Regions from separate parts of the Ovis aries genome. Here region 1 is linked to region 2. A link is a contact called in public Hi-C data. All regions are on one chromosome and are shown on one strand. Each heading gives the region's core, a stretch centred on a gene start, on an enhancer-like site or on the middle of the called end of the contact. The rest is flanking DNA. Distances are from core to core; before and after follow the strand shown. Region 1 overlaps PARN (poly(A)-specific ribonuclease). Region 2 holds the start of LOC105604676 (a long non-coding RNA gene).

Region 1 (6,235 bases), core at 2,490-4,989, 210 kb before region 2:
GAGAGTCTCCTCTTCCATGTGCAGAGCCCGTGGCAGCTGAGGGTGACTCTGACAACGATCTGCGTCCTCAGGTGCTCCCTGTCTCTAGCAGAGCTGGGGATCGCTGTGGACAGCATCTGGAAGGAAGGCTCATTCCTTCACTCTTAGTCTCCATGAATCGGGTGGAGACCTCCATGCTTCTCAACCCAGAGAGGGATACTGTGGCCAAAATGTCTCACCCCTCTCTATCCCCCTTGTTTGCTGTTCCTCGTGGAAGGCAGCTGATGGTGAAATTAGGAAAAGGCTGACACCCCTGGGCCTTCTTGATCAGTGGGAGGGGTCATTGTATTGAAGAAGGCAGGCCTGGAAAACCAGCTGCTAGGTTCTGTTCTAATCTTGAGATTAGGAAATAGTTTAGATTTTAGAGGCTCCCAGCAATTGTCAGGTCTTTTCGCTGATGCGGGTGGTGGGGAGGGTCACCTGGTCTGAATTTCCCTTTTTTTTTTTTTACTTTTTATTTTATTGGGGCATAGCCGACGGTTCTGGTCTGAATTTTTTGTAGGGGGTGGCATTGGCCATGGTAGGAGGCCCTGTTTGGACCTCAGACCCAACATCTGTCTCCAGCACAGGGAGTTTCACGCTTTGGGGGAGCCTAAAGATGATACTGTGTCGTCATCCATCCCTCCATCTGTCCCACAACTTGTCGAACCCTAAGAGGGTGATGCTCCCTCACTGCCAGCTGGGACCAGTGGGAGAGATGGTTGGAAAGGACCAGAGCCTGAGGGCTCCTGGTACTGCTGCCCAACCAGATGTCGACTTTGTATGTGAGCAGCAGAGAGCCTTTCTGTGCACCCAGAGGTGTGTGGGTGTGAGTGTGGGTGATGACATGATAAGAAATTTCTTTCCTCACATTTCTTTCCTGCAAGATACGGAATTTCTTTCCTTTCTTTCCTATAGGAACAATGGGCTACGTGGTGTGGGAGAGCTGAGAGACTGGGCATGACTTTCCAGAAGTAGGAAGTCGACCAGTAGTAACCTACAGTTAAATTTTCTTCTATTCCAGGATTGGTCCATGAGGGTGTTTGTTTATTACTGACATTATTTGGATTTTGTGGAAACTAAATTTTCCTAGTTTGCCACTCTTTTGGGTTACCAAACTTGAAATGCTTTTTAAATCCAGGTGTGACTTTCTGAGTCTTGTCTTCATTCCATGTCACCGACCAGAAGGTGGTGCTGTCGTGCTGGCAACTAATCCACCTTTCCATCTCCTAGTAAACCCTGTCATCTAAATGCTTATTCACACTAAGTAGTGTGGACAGATAGAGCGTGCCGTTTGCACGGCGTAACCCTCATGCGGTACGGCAGTAGTTAGGCAGCATTTGCGGGAGCAAAAACCTCAGAGTCTGGAGCTTGGAGAAACCTGCCACCAGAGTCTCCCTTAGGTGCTTGCTCAGGGCCAGAGTGAAGAGTCAGAGTGAAGATTTCTGTTATTTGCTATTTGATCTGTGTGCAGTCTTCCATAATTTGGTATGAAGATTGATGAATAGAGAGGAGAGAAGTTTCCATAGAGAGAAAATTTCCTCTCTTTTTGGAAAAGATCTGAGTACCTGGAGAAAAACTCCTGAATCAGGTTTGCCAGAAACACTGTTCTCAGTTGATTGTTTCATTGGATACACAGTTGAATTACCCAGCTTACTGTAACCATTTGAAAGAAACCTGGATGCTATGATGAACTTGGAATAAAACTGGCTGTGTGATCTTGGGTGCTTGACTTAACTTCTCTGAGCCTTCAGCTGTAAAAGCAAGATGAGAAAATATACTTATCAGTGCTGGGAAGAATTGATGGCAGTAAGAAAGGTGATGGTCTTAACGCTATCTGCTTAGCAAACATGCACTTCTTACCCTATCCCGTCCCCATTCAGAAATCCCGATATTAAAATAATATTACCGAACTGATTCTATAAAAAGTGTGCATCACCGCAACATGGAAACTTGTGTAAAACTTGGAGAATGATGTACCTCTCAGATAAAAGTACCCTCCATGTGCACCTTTTCAACATGAGACCAAAACTACTGCCAAAATGATTTTTCATTGTCTGTCCCTTTCTTACCTGTGGCTTCCTGCCTTGCTCTTCTAATTCCTCATTTACCCACTTTGTAGTTAGGGGTTTCCCCTGGAGCCTACATGGGGCCCCCATTGCACTAGCTCCTGGAGCCCCTTCCTGTTAACAGAGGTCAGCTTTTCAGGAGGTTGGCAAGTAATCCGAGGACCCTACAGAAGTCAGTAAGATTGCTATAAGATTGGTCTACAGATTTATTCCCAGAGTCAGTACGGGAGGCTGGTTTGGGCATGGTCTTAAAAGTACAGTCAGTCCTCATCATGCACAGATTCTGTGTTTGTGAATTCACCTACTCGTTAAAATTTTTTTGCAACCTCAAAATCAGCACTCAGGGAGCTTTTGTGGTCATTCACGGACATGCGCAGAGCAGCAGAAACGTGACTCTCCAAACACACACGGTCCCCAGTGGAGGTTGAACAAGGCGATGCTTCTCGGTGCAGCTCATACTGTAAACAAGGGTCCTTTTCACCGCCTATTTATTGCCACTTTTTGCACATTTTTCTGCTTTCTGTCGGTGATTTTTGCCATTTGAAATGCCCCCGCCCCTAGCACGGGGCTAAAGTGCTGTCTGTATTCCCGGCCCGACAAGACCAATGTGCCTTGTAGTGAGAGAAGCTGCATTCAGGCATGAGTTACAGCTCCTTGTTGCTCAGTTCAGTAGTAGTGAGTCAGCAACGTGTCTTAAATACGGTATCTTTACATGGAAGTACACGAACGACAAGCGTGTGTGTTGATTGGCTCAAGAAAGTGTTGTGGCCCAAGGCTTGCAGGGACCTGGCCCTGGTCTCCCCCGGGGAGTGGTGGCAGTGCTGGAGGATTCTTACGGAAACGCGAGACTTGACTCTTTTCATCTCTGCCTTCCCTTCTCCTCTGCGTGTTCCATGCAGCACCCTTAGGGAAAAAGGATTTCTGGGCTGCTCCTTGTTTTTCAAGGAGAGCTGTGAGAGGTTTTGGCTCCTGCCTGACAGGAGCCCTGCCGCAGAGACGGGCTTGCTGCAGGAGGCCTAGCCTCGCCAGTGGTGACCCGGGTGGTACCTGGCACAGGGACACCCTCAGTGCTGGGTCATTAGGTGGATGGACACCAAGGAGCTTCATGTGGTGAGCTGGGTTACCAAGAGCCATCTCCTCAGGGTATCGCGACTTTAAGCATTTGTTCTTATTATGGCTGTATAGCTAAAGGATCGAGATTGTATGTTGGACATCTGTGCCTGTAATTCCTACAACTCTTGCATTTGACTTTTATTGAAGATGATTTGCTTTATTTCTTCTTTTTTCTGACACCTTAGTTCTGCAGATGAATCTTCTTGTGGGTTTCCACCTCACCTTTTTCATTGTGTGGTGAGGTTTGAGAAAACCCGGGATGTGTGGTTCACCTCGCCAGCCTCTTCATTTCCACAGAATTTAGCTTGCATGTTGGTCCCTCTTAGAAGGGAAGGGGCCTGGGGTGGGAGAAGAGTAAAAGACTGTGGAGGACTCACTTAATCCCTCTGCTAGGTACTTAGAGAAAGTAACGTGCGGCAGATTTGGTTGAAAGGGGACTTGCTGTCCCATTACACAACCGTTCTGTTCACCTCTGTACACAGAACACGGAGTCCAGTCTTCCCTGAGTAGAGCCCATAATTAAAGTGTCACTTGTAAGTCTGTTAGGCTAATCAGTTCCCCGGATTTACTGAGCAGCTCTGACCGGTTGTGTGGCATGTGGGATGCCTTCACGGCTGAGCGACAGTGGATGTGGTGGACAGGCTGTGCCCCAGCACACTGCTCGGCTGGCACATCGCTGCCTTCACGCGCCTGGCTGGGAGCTTGTTGCACACACAGCCACTCTTGACTTTTCTTGCAGGTGGGGTGTGTGCCCCCTACCCGTCTGAGAATGATGGACGCCTCGCCTCGCTGGCTGAGAGGATTTGTCCCTTCTGTGACTGCTGCATTGACGAGACCGTATCAGTATTAAGTATTGAAACTGACAGGTCTGGGACAACTTCAGACGTGGCTTCCTGCACTTCCCAGACACATCCTTATCTCGCAGATGGGTGGGGGTCATCTGTTTCACTCTTTGGCAGAGAATAGCCTTTATCCACTGATGCATTTACTTCCTCATCTGTGGAGGGTCACTTTTAGTAAGAGAGGCAAGGCATAGGAACTTAATCTCTGTGTTTTTCTGAGAGATCTTTCAACTGAAATTCCACAGTGAGATTACCTCCGAGTCTTTTGGATAACTTCAGACAAACAGAAACAAGGAACTACTTCGTTTGCGACCCCCATGTGTGCATATATATTTTTTAAAGTAGTGCTAGTAGTGTTTGTTCTGGAAAATATCTGTTATTGTTTAAATTCTCCTCCTCTTTCTCATGAAATTACTGAGAATTAATTGGAGGGAGCTGCCTTCCTTGCCGTAACGTGTGCTGTGTTGGGCTGTATTTAAAGGAGAGATTCATTTTGATGTACGAATAAAGTTAAGAGTTGCAGTTTTTACACATATGTATAAAATTCTGCTATGTTGTCTGGTAATAAAAAGATTTAATGGATCCGAATGAGGAAAGATACACACAAACACCACAGGGCAGGATCGGAATGGCACCGATGGTTATATTTTGTTGATGTTAACTCCTTAGAGAAATTTTTACAAGCAGTTGGTAGTCATTTTTAGTATTGCTACGGAAACATTTTAATAGAATACTGTTTGGAAAATTATATGTAAGTGGAGATAAAATGTTTTCGGTAAAGTATTTTAGGTACATTTAAAGACTTTTCTCTAAATTTTTGTTAGATTTCTAATTTGAGTAAAGGAAACTTTATCCCTCCTAGGCTTTCCTGGTGGCTCAGTGGTAAAGAATCCACCTGCAATGCAGAAGTCACAGGATCCCTGGGTTGGGAAGATCCCCTGGAGGAGGAAATGGCAACCAGTATTCTTGCCTGGAGAATCCCCATGGACAGAGGAGTCTGGTGGGCTACAGTCCATGGGGTCATAAGAGAGTCGGACATGACTGAGTGACTTAGCATGTACGCATCCCTCCTAGTCTAGTCCTTCCCCTACCTTGTAAATGCTTGCAAGCATTTTGAAAAGTGATTATGTTAGAGCTTGATCTTTGTCTCCTTGTCTTGGTAAATCGAATACTCCTAATGCCTCAATTTAGCAGCAGCAGTGAACAGCTGCCCCTTGGAGTCAAGATCTTTTTTCATAATTCATGTGTGGGACAGGAACGTGTACCTAGTAATGAATCTTGATTATCTAAACTGCTCGGGGTGGACCAGGAGTATGATAATATACTAGTTTGTCTTCAGGCCTCAGCTCTTCTTTTAGAGCTTCCTTTCTGATAAGGAAAAACAAAACCAAACAGAAAATTCATAACTAGGCAATTGCCTTGGGAAAACAACAGCTCATGAAATGTTTTCAGTGTGTTAGGCTAAGGAAAAAGAGAATTTAAATAAAGCTCACAGGCTACAATCAGCCCCTGTGTTGCATCTGGGCTCCCTTGAATGACTTGGTCCTTTTATCTCCCTAATCCTCGCATCACTCCCTGGAGGCACGCAGACACAAGCAGGTTCCGTTTGGCCGTGCAGTTAGCTGTTTCTGTGTCTTTGATATTAAGAGGCACAATCACATTCTCCAGAAATGTATAATTTTTCCTCAGTAGAGCTCACTCTCTACACATATACAATATTAATTTTAGGTTAGTGGGAGGGCAGATTCTCTGTATTTAGAGGAAAGGGGCAGAAAGTGGAGATTATTGTTGCTTGCACCCCAATCCCCACCAGAGCATTTCTGGTTCTATGACTTCACGTTAGGAAATGTGGTTAAGATCATGCTCGGTTGTTCAGTCATGTCCTACTCTTTGCAACCCCGTGGACTCTGTCCATGGGATTCTCCTGGCAAGAATACTGGAGTGGGTTGCCATTTCCTCCTCCAGGGGATCTTTCCAGCCCAGGGATTGAACCCACATCTCTTGAGGCTCCTGAGTTGGAAGGATAGTCCATGATATTTGTCAAGTGTTGCTCCGTGACTTGGTCACTTTTTACAAATATTCCAAGTGTGTTTGAAAGGAAAGTGCAGTTTTCCAGTTGTGAAGTATGGGGTACCATATGGGCAAATCAAGGTTGTAAATATGTGGCTCTGATCTTTTATTTATTTACTCATT
Region 2 (6,975 bases), core at 714-3,213:
TGCCCCCAAAAGTCCCTCATTTTCCCTGCGGTAACCAACCAGCTGGGCAGGAAGTGAGGGCTCTTGGAACCCCAAGAGCCAAAACTAAAAAGGAAAAAATGCAGATAGTTAGAGCAAACTTGAGACAAGCCGACGCTTTCCCTGGTCCACGGCGGTGGCTCCACCTAGGCTCCCTAAAGGCTAAGAATTGGCTAAATAGGTCTCCACGGGTTCCATACAGATGCACCTCCCCCATGTCCAGAAAACCAGGATCTGGGATCCCAGGGCAGGTGATAAGGATCAGTCCCTCAGGTCAAGTGATTCTAGGGAGCCTGGGGCCATCTCCCCCAGACCATGAATGATTATTATTCCCAACCCTCCTTACTAATCTGAGTGAATCACGGATCCTTCCATTTCTCTTTTCTTTGGGATGTGGAAAGTTATCAGCTCAGAAACACGGATGAGGATACAAGCAAGCAGGGATTTCCAGGGCTGTACGAACAAGTGAGGGTGAGAGCTTGGGTCAGGGAGCCTGGTGGTTATCACCGATGGGGCCAGAGTGGGAAAATCACGGTTAAGGTCCACGGTGCAGACTCAAGAAATCAAGGGCAGGGGCTCCCTGGGATGTGTGACCTCCAAGGGTCTCTGGGGACAGGGCCCTCCCCCTAGCCAGTCAGTACCCTGTCCCCCCTACCCCGGCCTTGAAAGGGTTAACCACTCCATTGTTGCTGACACAGGAGGAGGCAGTTGCTCGCTCAGCAAGCTGGCATATCACACTGGGCCATCGGGGAAGAAGGGGCTGAAAACAGCCTCTGTGAGTTCTGTGAATGGAAGTGGCCTTATTGCCATCAGAGTGAAAAATGGGGCGAAAAGCCCTGCGGACACAGAACCCACGACCCGGGTGCTCCCTGGCTCCCTGGCACCGCGTCGCGTGGCCCTGGCACTCTGACAGGGACTCAGGCATCCGTGGCCATCAGCACCCACCGGCCAGGCCCGCAAGGGAGCCGTCCTACACTTGCCATGTGACAGCCGGCAACCGGGCCCAGATCTCGCCTTTCAAACAGCACCTAAAATATTCTCCGGGTGAACCTGAAGCTAAATATGGCCTGGCCTATGAGTGCCTGGTCTGGACCTTTTAATGCCATTCGAAGACATACAATCAGGAACCCACCAGCCTTTTGGTGGCCTGGAGTCCAGTTACTGAGGCCAAATGGGAGGCCCGTGGGATTGGCTGGCTCAGGGCGGGGTGCACCACCCCCCAGAGGGGGCGTCCCGGTGCCAAGGCTGAGCAGGCTTCTTTGCTGCGTGTTTTATCCCGCAGGGACCACCCAGTTCTCTCTCTTTTCCGACCCCCAGAGGGCTGGCTCAGACGCAGGGCCCCTCATCTACCCCCCTGACCCTCCCTCCTGGCCCTCGGATGACCTGCCATAGCCTTCTCCCCACTTTCAGGCTGCAGCCTTGCCCTTCTGGCGTGGGTCTTCTCTGTACTTGGATTGAAACAAGAGGGCTCAGGACCCCAGGTGGACGGGGCGGCCTCTGGCTGGAAAAGGCATGCGAAAACACACCCACATGGGGTGGCTTGCACGGTGGCTTCGATGTGTCCCTGCTCTGGGGCTGGCCCCGTGCCATTCCTCCCTCGGCCCACCCTGAATGGCAGGATCACAGCCTGGAGGGAGGGTGGAGAGAAAGCTCAGCGCTCTAGGGCCTGGAACCTGCTAGCCTGCTGAGCAAAGCTGGGTTCTGCCCTCCGCAGAGGCCACCTGGTAACTGGGACAGTCAATCCCGAAGAGCCTCTGGGGAGGCTGTTCTCAAGAGCCTAAGCTTCCGCCCCCACCAACACACAACCCGCTGCTCCCCTTCTAGCCAAGAAATGCTGTGTGCCCACTGAGGGCCGCAGCAGGAGAGACCCCCTGAGCACCTGTCTGGGGCTTGTTTGGGCTCCGGTGGTGGCTCCAAGGCCACGCTCAGGCCTGGGCTGGCGGCGGTCCAGGCTGTTTTGGGCAGAGATGCCAACAGGCCCAGGCACTGATCTCACAGGTTATTCCAACCAGGGAGTCTGGTTTTCGGCATGTCTCTCAGAAAGCTTTCACGCCGCGCTGCGCAGCCACTTCGGGCTCTCCCCCCAGCCTGGGCCCAAGCCTCCAGCAAATCCTAAATTTGCCACCCTCTTCCCAGTGCCTTTTGCCAATGGCTTTCCTGGGACACCGACATGAGTCTTCATTTCCCAGGTGTGCTCCCTTTTCATGCTAGTGGTGCAGCCTTTCCGGAGACGCTGAGAAAGCGGTTTGCTTTGGGGTTCCTTCAACTCAAATGTTTTATATCCTGAAGATGATGTAAAATCAGAAACTTGAAAGCTTTGTAAATATTTACGCAGCCCCCCCTACAATGGAGGTTGCTGGGAAAGAGAACTTGTTGGGGGGGGACTTTGGACCCCAGATCCACTCCTTCCAAACTCTCTTCTACATGCACCCTTTTGACTGAAAAGCCTGTGCGACCACTAGGCCTAAAGTCTGTGATCGTTTTTATATGGCATTTGCACAGGTGTTTTTCTTAGGTGCTTACTTTCACCTTGTTCCCCATATGAGAAGCAAAAAGGACTCTGTATTTTCCCAAGTTTGGGATGCTGAGCAAGAAAGAAAATGGATTATTTTACTGGAGGATGCCCTTTCTGGCAAGTCAGTCTAAGGACCAAGTTTGCCTTCACTTTTCATCAGATCCATCTCTATCCTCGTGCCTAAAATAGCTGTATTTGCTCTGCAATCGCAATTGCAAGAGGCTGAGCTGGTCTACTATTAGGAAGCTGTAAATTTCTCTGGCCAGACTCTTCTTTCTGCTCTTAATCTCAGGGGGTGGGAGGCTGAGAAGCAAGAAATAGAGAAGAGTGCTCCCTTAGGGACTTTTTCAGCTTTCATTGGCTTGAGTCAGAAATGCACTGTTTTATTTTTAAGGAAGTAGGAGTTTCATTGGAGCCCCTCTTCTAAATATTTCACACACACACACCCCAGCTACTCTATATTCTTTTCTATTGAAACATTTTTCCCCCTAGGGGAGTCGCTATAGCTTGTCTTGCTAAGACTGAAATTCAAAGTTGCTATTTTTTGTTTTTGAAATCCACTTGGTGGGGCGGGGTTGGGATGACATCTGATTAGTGAAATTTCACACAGGGGAGCAAAAGGAGAAACACTGAAATGTATTCAGCAGTTCCACCTTTGAGCTATTTTTTTTCTTATTGGTTGGGTAGGGGGGAGGGCAGTGGTCAGAATATGAAAAGAAACTGTGATTCTTTGCCGAATTAATGACCACTTCTCACTGCAAAGTCCTGATTTATAATCTCTTCACCATACTACTATGCCTGTTTCCAGGCTTGGGGCAGGGAGGTGTGTGTGTGTTGCAGGGGGAGGGGGGCATAGTTTGCTTACCGTATTCATAATTACGCGCACCCTTTCAGAGGGCTGAGTGTAAGCAGGGGCTTTCCTGTTGCAAATGCTCACATTAAAGCAGCCCCCGGCTCACATTCAGCACTCAATTCTGATTTTCCACACTTAACAATTCAGTCATTTTAACATGCAGCTTCATCGCTGCGATTAGAGCTCAGTATCTTGGCGCGACATTTGGTGTTCCGGCCTCGTTAATTCACGTAAAACACCCTATTTGTAGAAGTATCATTAGAGGCTAATTTGGTGAGATGTCCTTATTTAGCAAAGCAAATAGGACCTGACAGTCAGCTCTCTGGCACTACGATGGGGGGTGACGATTCAGCAATTCACAACGTGACAATTTCCCATCGCCCAGCCACGCTGGGATTGTGGACTTCTGAAAATTGTGCTGTTTCATCGTGTCCCATACCAAAGGGAAAGAACTCTAAAAAGTAAAGAACTGGTTTTTGCCAAGGCCCCAGGAGCGCACATGTCAACAGTGTGTCTACATGCCATTTCTATTCAACTCGAATGTTCTATTAGGGACTTTGTGTTCAAAAGTTTTTCAGGTACAGCTCCCATTTCTATGACCTGCTGTGAACACCTGATTGAAATCCAGGTTTGCAAATAAATAAACTTAAGATATGTGAAAATCCATATAGGTTACAACTGGAGGGTAGGGGTGTGTGTGTGTGTAAATTGACAGCACTTAATAAGGTTAATGGGAGGGACATTTGTACTCCCATCACCCTTGCCTTAAAGAATTCCCTGATAACACATTATCCAGAGTTTCTTATAAAATAACTAAGATCCAGGATAACAGAACTGCAAAGAAACACTGCAGTTCCATGTGGGGGCAAGCAGGCAAACCTAATGTAACTGCAGTTCATGATTTCAGCGATGTTTTGTTTCAAGGGTGTCAAATGGTTTGACACGACCCATATTATCACTCATTCCCTTAAAATCCTGTCTACTGAAACATCTCATTAAACCACTGGCAGGGGGCGGGGGAGGGGGGGGGCGGTTACTTTCACATTCTCATACCCTTCAGGGCCTCCCAAAGAAAGGCCCCTGAAAACATCAGGTTCAACAGAGAACACGAACGTACACATACACAGAATTGACCATCTAGACACGGCCTTTCTTTCGCTTTTACCAAAAGCAGCAAACCTCCCCTGTTTTCTCCCACCAGAGCTTTTCTCCACCCACCCCCCACCCGCCACCACCTTCCCAGTGCAACTAGCTCTCTGCCCTTTCGCTACAGGGGCCACCGGAGTCTGAATCCCTCGCCGTCTAGAATGACCCCAAAAGCGGGACTTTGTGGGCCAGTTGGATAAAACATAAACTCATCTCGCCCTCAAAACCCCGATTCTGGGACCACAGCCTCCAAAGCCTCCTTTCTCCAGAAGGGTGTCCCCCTCCACAGCTCACCCAGCTAGTGGGGCAGGCTGCCTTTGAGGCAGAGTTTTGGAGAATCCTGGATAATTAAAGGAATCATTACTGGGTTTTCCTGAAGGAATGACGGGAGAACAGTTGATCTCTCCCCAAAGCCAGGGCTGCTTGGTAGTAGCAGAGGGCGTTTTCTGCCTGCCACATGGGGTATCTTTTCCCTCCCTTACCCCCAGACCCATAGCTGGGCCTGACATCTTCGGCGGAAGACTTCCAGCGTCCAAAATGTCCATCAGCCGAAACGCAAAAGGAGTGCCGGGCGGTTCCTGCGGTCCCACACCCCCTTACTCTTTCCCAAATGCAGCTAAAGTTTAGTTGTTTGTGCCCTTAATTGTCTTATTAAAGTCAAATTTGCAACTTGCCCAGACTGGGGGAAGTGATTTCCATCTTAATAGCTCAATTAGCCTCTGGGCTCTGGAAAGGCCACCGGCTACACACACCTTTTCTCCGCATTTTAAACCCCCTCCCTTTTTCACAACTTCTCCTAAAAATAAATTATAAATATGGATGTGTCCTCAGAGGATCTTAGCGGCACATTCCAACGCTCCCCACGGTGGGGCTCGGAAGCAGGAGAAACCAGAAACGCCACTCCCCCCCCCCCAACCCCAAATCAAAATGACTTTTCCTTTTTCTTCTCCTAACTTTTGCCAGAGCAACTTGGTGTGGTCTCGGGCCCTGCCACCCGGATCCGCACCCCGGAACCTAGTTTTTTTTTTAAACTCCTGTCCAGCAAAAGCTACAGCCAACAGTGCCACGGCTGCCTGCTCCTCGGAGGGAGGGGGCGGCCAACTTTACTTCGGGGAGGTGGTAACTCTCTGGGGACGATGCTCCCGGCTTCTCTGGCCGTCCCCGGGGCCCAGCCCCCGGAGGCTGGTGCCGGGCCCCTCTGCCAGTGCCAGCGCGGCCCCGGGCGCACGTGGAGCGGCGCGGTGCGGCGGGCGTGGACGGGCGAGCGGGGCGGCCTGCGCTCCGCGTGGCACCGATATCGGGGTCACGCCGCGAGTCAGTTTCCCGAACGGGCTTTCCGGGGTGGGGGCGGGGTGGGAGGCTTCCAAAGCGCCTCGTTAATTTCCGAGCCCCGGCATGAGGGCGGTGAGGGGTGCTGCCTCGCCCCCATTCCACCTCCCCGCCTAACACGCCCCTCTCCAGAGCCAGGGAGGGGCGTCGGGAGCGGGGGAGCCCAGCCCCGCCGCCTCGGGGGGCGCGCAGCGGCGGCGGATCCCCTCCCAGACGAGCGTCTAGCGCTGCGTCCCGGGAGAGTCGCGCGCTTCGCCCGCCGCCACCTCCCCTCTCGCGTCGCCACCCACCCCCCAGGCAGCCGCCCCGCACCCCCTTCCGTCCCGGGGGCCTGGGCACCCACCTGCCACGGCCCCTGCCCTGGCCCGGGGGAGGGGTGCCATGCAGGAAAAAAAAGGGGGGGAGACTCACCGCCGCTGCTGCCTCTGGGGGTGCAAGGGGGGCCCCCAGGGTTGTGCCTTCCAGGGCTCCTGGGAGGCGTGCGCGGGGCGGGGGGCGCCCCGCGGGCCCTGCAGCCTCCGCCTAGATTGGAGCCCAGCCTCAAATCCTTCACCGCGGGTTGAGGGCGGGGGGGGGGGGGGGGGGGGGGACTTCCAGAAAAAAAAAAAAAAAGCCCTCCTTACCCAGACCAGATCCAAGTGATGGGCGGGGGGCGTAGAAAAGCCCTTTCTGCTGGGAGCGCGGAGCCGACGGGGCTGCACCCGGCCTCCACGGTCCGCTGCCGCCACAAAGCCGCGCCCCCGCCCCCCCCAATCCCGGCCCGGCCCCCACCCTCCCCCGCTCCCCACCCCCCACGCCCTATGGCCGGCCCGGGGCGGGGGCTGGGCCAGCCCGGGGTTGGCCGTGCTGGGGAGGCGGCGGCGGCGGCGGCCCAGCAGGCTGGGCCGCTCCTCCCCGGCCCGGCAGAGAGAGCGAGAGCCTGGAAGCCGAGCGTACCCGCCGGCCCGGGGTGGGGGCTGGGGCGGGGGCCGGGTCTGGAGTGGGGGGGCCTTCCTAGAAACCCTCGCCAAATATAGTCGGCGGATAGGGGCATTCCTCGAAATGCGGCGGCGACGTCAGCCCCCACCTATGGGGGGGGGGGCAGAGGCTGGGGTTCTCCAAACTGGGGGGGAAC

What was found. Hi-C and Micro-C count contacts between places; a contact is called where the count stands out from the background.
Region 1: a contact with region 2 is called in a Hi-C map of liver, with 4 times the contacts expected there. The contact joins two enhancer-like sites. A contact is called at or near these places in 8 of 16 Hi-C or Micro-C datasets (hypothalamus, liver, mixed tissues and 4 more).

What each region holds. Positions count from the first base shown.
Region 1 is chr24:13,953,180-13,959,414 of ARS-UI_Ramb_v3.0, reverse strand. The region is part of intron 21 of PARN (poly(A)-specific ribonuclease); the gene reads left to right. Among named protein-coding and RNA genes, the nearest start is that of BFAR, 100 kb to the left of the region's middle. Within about 2 kb of position 3,739, at least 4 of the 54 cell types and tissues checked have an H3K27ac peak or open chromatin away from gene starts, as enhancers often do. A contact at or near this core is called in liver, where this site is marked.
Region 2 is chr24:13,743,394-13,750,368 of ARS-UI_Ramb_v3.0, reverse strand. It overlaps LOC105604676 (a long non-coding RNA gene), which reads right to left and starts at 6,589. Exons shown (of 5, transcript XR_009598387.1): 1 at 6,485-6,589. Within about 2 kb of position 1,963, at least 6 of the 54 cell types and tissues checked have an H3K27ac peak or open chromatin away from gene starts, as enhancers often do. A contact at or near this core is called in liver, where this site is marked.